3 separate regions of the Mus musculus genome follow, and regions 2 and 3 are each linked to region 1. The links are chromatin contacts, called in public HiChIP or PLAC-seq maps. All regions are on one chromosome and are shown on one strand. Each heading gives the region's core, a stretch centred on a gene start, on an enhancer-like site or on the middle of the called end of the contact. The rest is flanking DNA. Distances are from core to core; before and after follow the strand shown.

Evidence for each region. HiChIP or PLAC-seq counts read pairs in DNA pulled down with a chosen protein or histone mark.
Region 2: a contact with region 1 is called in an H3K27ac HiChIP or PLAC-seq map of embryonic stem cells, with 7 read pairs. The contact joins two enhancer-like sites. A contact is called at or near these places in 27 of 484 Hi-C or Micro-C datasets (the Ba/F3 cell line, the C2C12 cell line, the HL-1 cell line and 17 more) and 5 of 115 datasets of contacts at active chromatin or transcription factors (astrocytes, embryonic stem cells and trophoblast stem cells).
Region 3: a contact with region 1 is called in an H3K27ac HiChIP or PLAC-seq map of embryonic stem cells, with 12 read pairs. The contact joins two enhancer-like sites. A contact is called at or near these places in 1 of 39 promoter capture datasets (embryonic stem cells) and 5 of 115 datasets of contacts at active chromatin or transcription factors (bone marrow-derived macrophages and embryonic stem cells).

The regions. Positions count from the first base shown.
Region 1 is chr7:3,359,212-3,362,198 of GRCm38.p6, forward strand. All of the region lies in intron 4 of Cacng7 (calcium channel, voltage-dependent, gamma subunit 7), which reads left to right. Among named protein-coding and RNA genes, the nearest start is that of Cacng7, 28 kb to the left of the region's middle. Within about 2 kb of position 1,315, at least 4 of the 459 cell types and tissues checked have an H3K27ac peak or open chromatin away from gene starts, as enhancers often do. A contact at or near this core is called in embryonic stem cells, where this site is marked.
Region 2 is chr7:3,447,059-3,450,245 of GRCm38.p6, forward strand. No RefSeq gene overlaps it. Among named protein-coding and RNA genes, the nearest start is that of Gm35037, 3.7 kb to the right of the region's middle. Within about 2 kb of position 1,878, at least 42 of the 459 cell types and tissues checked have an H3K27ac peak or open chromatin away from gene starts, as enhancers often do. A contact at or near this core is called in embryonic stem cells, where this site is marked.
Region 3 is chr7:3,266,069-3,269,249 of GRCm38.p6, forward strand. No RefSeq gene overlaps it. Among named protein-coding and RNA genes, the nearest start is that of Nlrp12, 18 kb to the left of the region's middle. Within about 2 kb of position 1,378, at least 24 of the 459 cell types and tissues checked have an H3K27ac peak or open chromatin away from gene starts, as enhancers often do. A contact at or near this core is called in embryonic stem cells, where this site is marked.

The DNA of each region.
Region 1 (2,987 bases), core at 65-2,564:
CCAATTAAAAATGTACAGATCTGTTGCTGCAATGTGGCTCAGTTTGTAGAGTGCTTGTCTGGCATTGAAGAGCATGGTTTCCTTCCCCAGAAATGCATAAGACAGGCATGGCAGTGCACGCTTGTCACCCCAGGAAGTGGAGGCAGGAGAATTAGTGAAGGTAAGGTCATATTTAGCTACATAGCAAGTTCTACCCAGTCTGGGCTAGGTGCAGACCATATTTCTTTTTTTTTTTTAAATATTTATTCATTATATGTAAGTACATTGTAGCTGTTTTCAGACACACCAGGAGAGGGTGTCAGATCTCATTATGGATGGTTGTGAGCCACCATGTGGTTGCTGGGAATTGAACTCAGGACCTCTGGAAGAGCAGTCAGTGCTCTTAACCGCTGAGCCATCTCTCCAGCCCGCAGACCATATTTCAAATAACAAAATAATCTGTACAGAATTTGGGTTATGGGCTGGTGAGATGGCTCAGTGGGTAAGAGCACCCGACTGCTCTTCCGAAGGTCCAAAGTTCAAATCCCAGCAACCACATGGTGGCTCACAACCACCCGTAATGAGATCTGATGCCCTCTTCTGGAGTGTCTGAAGACAGCTACAGTGTACTTACATATAATAAATAAATAAATCTTTAAAAAAAAAAAAAAAAAAAAGAAAAATCAAAAAAAAAAAATTTAAAAAAAAAAAAAAAAAAAAAAGAATTTGGGTTATAAGCCAGGCGTGGTGGCACATGCCTTTAATCCCAGCACTCTGGAGGCAGAGGCAGGCAAATTTCTGAGTTCGAGGCCAGCCTGGTCTACAGAGTGACTTCCAGGACAGCCAGGGGTACACAGAGAACTGGAGCTAGCTCTGTAGACCAGGCTGGCCTCAAACTCAGAGATATGCCTGCCTCTGACTCCCAATTTCTGGGATTAAAGGAGTACACCACTACCTCCTGGGTGTAATTTCTTATTTTTGGACAAAAGGACACTTTACTGTCCTTGGCTTGTGCCCTTGGCTCTGGAGAGAGTCGCTTCCCTTGGGGAACGAGTTCAGAAAGAAGTTGAAGCAGGTGTGGTGGCACGCTTATGGGATCTGCACTCTGGAGTTGGAGGCAGGGGATCAACAGCTTGAAGTCAGGCTGTGGGGCATAGCAAGGGAGAGCCAGCCTATCCTACAACAACAACAACAACAACAACAACAACAACAACAAAAGAGGGAAAGAAGGAGGGAGGGACGAGAATGAAAGTTACCGGGATTGTTCACCACTCTTGTTCTTATTTATTTATTGTTGCTATGTGTTTGCTTGCTTTGGCTTGCTTTGCTGTTGAGACAGAGTTTGCTGTGTGGCTTTGACTGCTCTCCACCCCCTCCCCCTATTCAGCAAGCTTTCCGCCATCACACCTGGCTTTGGGTTTATTCCTTGAATGTATAAAATACTAACATAATTCCAGGGATGAAAATCCTGCAAATGTGTGTACTTCTCCTCAGCTCCTTGTTCTCCCTCCGCCCTGGTGCAATCAGCCTCTCTTGTTTGTCAGCTTCCCTCCTCAGGCTTAGTTTTGCAAAAACAAGCAGATGCACATGGGCTGGGTTGGTTCTTTCCCCCCATTCAACACTGAGGATTGAATTTAGGGCCTCACACAAGCTAGGCAAGTCTCCTCCACTTCCACATTCCCTGCCCCTTACTGGGGGATTCTAGGAAGCATCCTACCACTAAGCCACACCCTTAGCCCTCTTGTTTTGTTTTGTTTTGTTTTGTTTTGTTTTGTTTTCCCCTTTGTTATTTTGACAACAGTTTTACTAGGTTGCTCAAGTTGGCTTTGAACTCACAATGGATCAGGCTAGCCATGAACTTTTTTAAAAAAGATTTATTTCTTTTCTTTATATACTGTTGCTGTCTTCAGACACTCCTGAAGAGGGGATCCCAGAAGAGGGGATAGGATCCCATTACCGATGGTTATAAGCCACCATGTGGTTGCTGGGAATTGAATTCAGGACTTCTGGAAGTGTAGTTCGTGCTCTTAGCCATCTCTCCAGCCCCTAGCCATGAACTTTTATATGTGGGTCCTGTGTAAGAGCAGTAAGTGCTACTGAACACTGAGCCATCTCTTCAGCCTTTTTACTGTATTCTTTGTTTGTTTGTTTTTGTTTTTGTTTTTTTGTTTTTTTGTTTTTTTTTTGAGACAGGGTTTTTCTGTATAGCCCTGGGTGTCCTGGAACTCACTCTGTAGACCAGGCTGGCTTCGAACTCAGAAATCCACCTGCCTCTGCCTCCTGAGTGCTGGGATTAAAGGCGTATTCCCATGTCCGGCTGTATTCTTTTTTTAAAAAAAATTTTTTTAAATTTATTAATCATTCCATTCCTTTGTATCAAATAATATCCCACTTCCTGGTTACCTCTCCAGCAACCGTTCCCCCATCCCACGTATTCCCCCCTCCCCTTTGCCTGTATGAGGGTGCTTCCTCACCCACCCATCCTCTCCCTCCCCCTCCTGTATTCTTTTATTTTGGGTTTTTTTCCAAGGCAGGGTTTCTCTGTGTAGAGCTGGCTGTTCTGGAACTTTATATACCAGGCTGACCTCAAACTCACAGAGAGCTACCTCTACCTTCCGAGTGCTGGGATAACTGCCTACCTCAACTGTATTCTTTTTGGGAGAAAAAAAAAAAAAGGACGTTTTGACCACATGTCTGTCTGTGCATCATACGTGTGCTTGGTGTTCACAGAAATCAGAAGAGGGCATCATATCCCTAGGACTTGAGTTATAGATAGTTGTAAGCTGCCATTGTGGTACAGAGAATTGAACCCAGGTCCCCTTGAGGAGCAACCAGTGCTCTTAACCATTAAGCCATCTCTCCAGCCATCCTACTCTCTTTCTAAGGCAATCTGAGTTTGATCCTCAGAAACCACATAAAATTGGATGGAAAGAATGAAGTCCTTTATGTTTGCTGTGTTAGGTGCAACATCCCCCTCCACACACACCACCTGCTAACATACAATAATA
Region 2 (3,187 bases), core at 628-3,127, 88 kb after region 1:
GGATGCCATGGCAAGCACAGACCCACCTGAACGCACACACACACACTGATGAATAAATGCAATTAAAAATGGAAATATCTGAATCCCGATGTCGATTAATTTGGGTCTTCACTCAGTCTTTGAACTGCTGAGTCATGTGGTAGGTCTATTTTGGGTTAGAATTTGAAGTATGAACTTCCACTGACTCAGTCAGTGACTCACACTGAGGAAAGCCCAGTGGGGAGTAGCTTTTAAGAGCCTGACATTGGCTACCATGGAGAGCAATGCATTGTATTCTTGAAAATTGAGAAGAGTAGATTTGAAGTGTGCTCCTCACAAGAAAATGACGACTAGGTGAGGTTTTTCATGCTCATCAGCTTGATTTAGTCATTCCTAAAATGTCAAGTATTTCAAAATGTCACTCTATGCACCACACAGTTTTTATTTGTCAATTAAAAATCAGCTGACTAAAGTTGGGTTTGGAGTGTGCACCTGTAATCCCATCACTGGGGAGCAGAGGAAAGAGGATTGCATGGGGCCAGCCTGGTCTACATAGTGAGTTCTGGGCCAGAGCTACATAGCCCACTGTCTCAAAATAGATAGATTGATAGATGGGAATAGATAGATAATAGAATGATAGATGATAGAGATATGATAGAAGATAGATGATAAATATAGGACAGGTACAGATGGATAGGAATAGGGATAGATTAGATAGAAAAATAGATGATAGATATATAGATAAATGGTAGATATATATAGATGATAGATGATTGATATAGATGATAGAAAGATAGATGGATAGATTAGATAAATAGATAATAGATAGATGGATAGAAAGATGAATAGATTAGATAGATAGAAGATAGATAAATAGATGATAGATGGATAATAGTTGTTAGATGATAGATGATAGCTAGATAGATGATAGACAGATGATAGATAGATGGATGGATGACAGTTAAATAATCATTTCTATATTGTATATATCTATAATCACAGCCCTTGGAAGGTAGAGGTAGAAGACCTGAACTTCAAGGTTGGGCAAGCAAGGTGGCTCAGCCAGTTAGCTCTCCATGACCCACATGGCAGGAGAAAACCAACCCCTGCAAGTTATCCTCTGACTTCCACACGTGTACACGGTAGATGCCTTCAGCCCCCATTAAATAAAATTTAATAAAAATTCAAAATAAAAGAAGTTCAAGGTCTTGGCTACATGATTAGTTCAAGGCTAGCCTGGGCTACAAAAAAATTCTGCCAAAGAAAGAAAGGAAAAGGAAAGGAAGAAATAAGAAAAGAAAGATGAATATTGCAAAATCAGTAATGCTTTAAAAAAATCAATTTAATATTGTTGTCCCAAAACAAAGACAGGATGGTAGCAGGTGCCTTTGCCAGCTGAGCCACCTTGCCGGCCTGATCTTGACTTCCTGAGCCTTCTGCCTCTACCTCCCATGTGCAGGAATTACAGGTATACATTATTACACACAATTTTTAATTTAAAATTTGTTAACTTTTTTTTTTAACCACAATGAGTTTGGGGTCTCCCTTTGTAGCTACACCTCATTTCCCAAAAGATAAGACAAGACTATCTTGTCTTATCACAGAACACAAGAGTGGCGCGGAGCAAGAACCTCACAATATCCCTTTCCAGTGAGGCTAAAGGACTCCATGTTTCCTGATCTTTCTTGGCTTGGGGACAAGGCTTGGCGGGAAGGAGTGCCGGGGGTGGGGGTGGGGGGAGAGAATGAATTGGTGTGGAGAGATGCAAAGCCGAGCTGCATTTCCCAAGGAAAGATTATGTGTTTTTAATACTATCTTTAAGGCCCCTTGTAGCTAGGTTGTCTGAAAAGACAACTACTGACTCTGGGACCCCTCTTTTGCTGGAAACGATCGTTGGCGCCACCTAGTGGCAGGATAGGCGGCGACCCAGACATTCAGCAGGCGCTCCGGAGTGGAATAATGGCTATCACCACTTCCAGCCCTTCTAATTGAGCCTGCTGTTTCTTTTTGATGCAGAGTCTTTCTTCTGGTTATTTATGGACATATGCACAATCACCTCTCCCCAACAACTATCCTGTATATCAATACAGATTCCATGAGTCAGCGATTTGGACAGACGTCACGGTGGATGGCATCTGTTTCAAAGTGTTCAGAGCCTCAGAAGCTGGAGTTATTTATCGGAGAATCATCTGGCCTTCACTCATTGGTGCTGGGCTGGGCTGGGCTGATTCCCAGGCTGAGCACACTCGTGCTAAACAGGTACTCTACCACATTGGCCTACATTACTAGTCTTAACACACACACACACACACACACACACACACACAGAATAACACTTGCTGTTCTTACAAAGGACCCAGGTACAGTTTCCAGCACACACATGACAGTTCATAACCACCTGTTACTCCAGTTCCAAGGGAACTGACATCTGCTTTTGGCTTCTGCGAGTACCACACTCACTGTTGCACTTACATGCACTCAGACTACATGCTCTCCATAAAATAAAAATAAACGTCCTCTTAAAAACTGTATTTTAATGCCAGGCAGTCGTGACACACAGCTTTGATCCCAGCACTTCGGAGGCAGAGGCAAGCAGATCGTTGTGAGTTCAAAGCCACCCTGGTCTAAAAAGCTAGTTTCAGCACAGCCAAGGCTACAAGAAGAAACCCTGTCTGGAGAGAGAGGGGGTGGGTATAAGAAACTGGGCTCACCCTAGCCTGTTCTAACACAGCCCTCCCTCTTCTCTCTGTCTGTGTGTGTGATAGTGGAATATATATACACATATATATTCCACTAAGTTTGAGGGATACCCCACCCCCGCACAGTGGGGTTCTATTTCTGACCTCAGGGCAGGCATAAACCACACCCAAACCCCTGTTTTCAGAGAGGTTCTTTATTAAGCAGGGAAGAAAAGCTAAAGGGGCTGCTTCCTGACTCAGAAAAACAGCACCAAATGACCTTGCAGGTGTGTGTGTGTGAGTGTGTGTGAGTGTGTGTGTGTGAGTGTGTGTGCTGTGTGTGTGTGTTAGTGTGTGTGAGTGAGTGTGTGTGTGTGTGATGTGTGTGTGTGAGAGTGTGTGTGTGTGAGTGTGTGTGTGTGTGTGTGTGTGTGTGTGTGTGTGTGCTGTGTTGCAACAGGCTAGGTTGAGGTGGTGTATTTTGACCAAAGGGGGCTTGTGATTGCTTGGACTTCAATACTTTGATAGCT
Region 3 (3,181 bases), core at 128-2,627, 93 kb before region 1:
TATAGTTTGAAATTGACCAGGTAATAGAATTTTTGTTTCATTTTCTACAACTGCCATGGTGAGTATAAGTTTCAATGGTAAAATATATATTTGCTACGTGCATAAGCCACTTTTGTGTCATTTACTTCCCTGTAGCCAGTACATGGATGAAGAGCCATGATGCCAGCCAGGGTTGGCTACACACACCCGCAGTCTCAGAACGGGGATGGTTTCCTGTTTCTCTGCAGCCCACTCCTACATAGCAAATGGATTGACTGGAGATCACAAAACTGGAGAGAGCTGGGTGCGGTGATGCACACCTGTAGTCACTTTCAATGCATAAGAGATTGAGGCAGCCACACCATGAGTCTGAGGCTTTGCCTGAGCTACACATTAAGACTCTGCTCTGAGAGTTTAAAAATATATATTACCTGGAATTTCTCAGTCCCCTTTGTAAAGAAGGGGCAGATTTTCCACATAAGCATATGATAGGAAATGGGCTACAGTGAGAAGGTTATGAATCAAACCAGCCCAAGTGACAGAAATGAGGAGTCTTAAGAATGGAATAGAAACACACACTCATACACACACACACACACACACACACACACACACACACACGTCAGACCCCTGTAAGGTTCAACCCCTTTGGTGGTCCAAAGGACTCTTTCACAGGGGTCCCATAGCAGAGATATCTTGCATATCAGGTATTTATGTTACGATCCATAGCAGTAGCAAAATTAAAGTTATGAAGTAGCAATGAAAATAAATTTATGGTTGGGGGTCTCCACAACATGAGGAGCTGTATTAAAGGGTCTCAGCATTGAGAAGGTTGAGACAAGAGCAGGGAGGGAGGGTCCACAGAGATAGACATGGGGACAAGAGGCAACTAGGGGAAAACACACAGCAAGGAGTGGTCAGAGAGCCAGTAGCAAAGGGAAGACACAGACTGGAGGAAGACAGAAGACAAGAAAAATAAAGAACAGCGGCTGGAGAAGGGAAGGGATCAAAAGCCCACAGGAAGGCAAAGAGAGAGACAAAGAAAGCCTTTCAGGTCTTTGGGAGACACTGAGCTAGCCTGGGCTCCTGAGACACAGTTATTACAGGAACCAGTATAAACTTGCCCTCAGCTTCCCCAAAGCCTCAGGCCTTAGGGACCCAGAGAACATCTAAATTTGTTTCACTCTTTTCCCGTGAATAACAAAAGTTTGAGTGATTAACTTGACTTCTTTCAGATGTTGCCCATGGGGACTTTTATTTGTTTGTTTGTTTGTTTGTTTGTTTATAGTATATCTTCTGTTGGGTGCTAGAAAGTTGGCTCATTGGTTAAGCCAGTGGTCCGTCCCTCCTCCCTGTGGTCTGAGGAATGTAATTAGCCCCTCCCTTCCGGAGCGAGGGGTGCCTATTATCTTATGACATTTCTCTTCCAGAAGGGGAGGGGTCCTGTGGAATTTTCTAAAGTTCCTGAACTGACCTCTGCAATTTGACCACCCACTACTTCTTCAATAACCCTATTCTAGCCTCATTAAAAAGTCTATGGTAGCCCATAAAAAGTCTATGGTGGCACATGCTCTCCCAACACTCAGGAGGCAGAGGCAGGTGGATTTCTGAGTTTGAGGCCAGCCTGGTCTATAAAGTGAGTTCCAGGACAGCCAGGGTATACAGAGAAACCCTGTCTCGAAAAACAAAAAACAAAACAAAACAAAAAAAGTTTATGGTGAGTCCTGCACAAGGCTCTCCTCCTCTACATCTTTAGTTATTTTCTTCTGCTCTGTGGCCCCCAGCTTTCTAGAAATGGGTTGAATAGAGACCACAAAGCAGGAGAGGGCTGGCACCATGGTGCAAGCCTTTAATCTACGCTCACGGGCAATTGAGGCAGGATTATTATGAGTTGGAGGCTAGCCTGCGCTACACAGTGAGACTCCCCTCCGAAGTAACGATTTTTTCCTGGAATTTATTAGTCCCCTTTATCATGAAGTGTCAAAGTTCTCTTTCTGGAGGTTTTCTACAGAGGCACGTGACAGGAAATGGGCCCAAGGGAGAGTCTCCAAAGGGAAACAGGCGCAGACACCCAAAGACAGTCAGACTCTGTAAAGTAAGACCGGGGCAGGACTAGAGATGGTGAAGAGAGGCAGCTGGGGAGAAACAAGTGGTCAGAGGGCTAGAGGGAGGGAAAGATACAGATCTGAGATAGAATGTAACAAAAATAAAAAACAGAGACAGAGAGGAGATTGGAAGGGATCGGAAAGGCAACAGGCAAACAGAAAGAAAGAAAGAAAGAAAGAAAGAAAGAAAGAAAGAAAGAAAGAAAGAAAGAAAGAAAGAAAGAAAGAAAGAAAGAAAGAAGGAAGGAAGGGAAAGCAAGCCTTTGAGGCCCTTGAGAGATCACACCCCAGTGTGAAAGGAGGGACTTTTTTTTTCTCTGTTCCCTAATTCCTCTTTGTCCCTGGGGACAAAGAACAGTTGTAAAACCCGCAGTCATCCCTAAGGGACTGACTAACTCAACCTCCTTCAAGCGTTTCTCTGTGGGAACTTGTTTGGATTTTTGTGTTTTGGAGAGAGTTGAGGGTTTTGTTTTGTTTTCTCCAACTGTTTGGTTTCTCCAAGAACTGTGTAACCGCTGGTTCCATTCAGAAGAGAGACAGAGCAAGAGTGAGTGAGGTCAGGAAGCAATGAAGGTGGAACCAGAGGTCAGAGAACAGATATATGTGATAAAGATCAGCTTTGCACAAGGCTGGACGAGGATGAGGGATCAAGAGTCAAGAGGAAAGAGTGTGAAGGATAAATGCACTGTTGATCAGGTAAAGTGCTAGAAGGAGAGCGGAAAACGTAAGGGGAGAATGAGGGGCTAGGCTGGACATGGTGGTGCGCACCTTTGATCCCAGCACTCCTAGGCAGAGGTTGCCAGATCTCTGAGTTCGAGGCCAGCAAAATCTACAAAGTGAGTTCGAGAAATACACAGAAAACCCAACTAATAAATAAATAAATGAACAAATAAATAAGAAAGAATAAGAATTAGGCAGCTGGGCCTTTAATCCCAGCACTTGGGAAGCAGAGGCAGGCGGATCTCTATGAGTTCAAGCCCAGCCTCATCTATAGAGTGAGTTCCAGAGCTGTACAAAGAAACCCTGTCTCGAAAAACTAGAATAAATAGTGAAGTAAACAAATAAATGAATAAGAACGAAGGCTAGGCAAAGGAGGC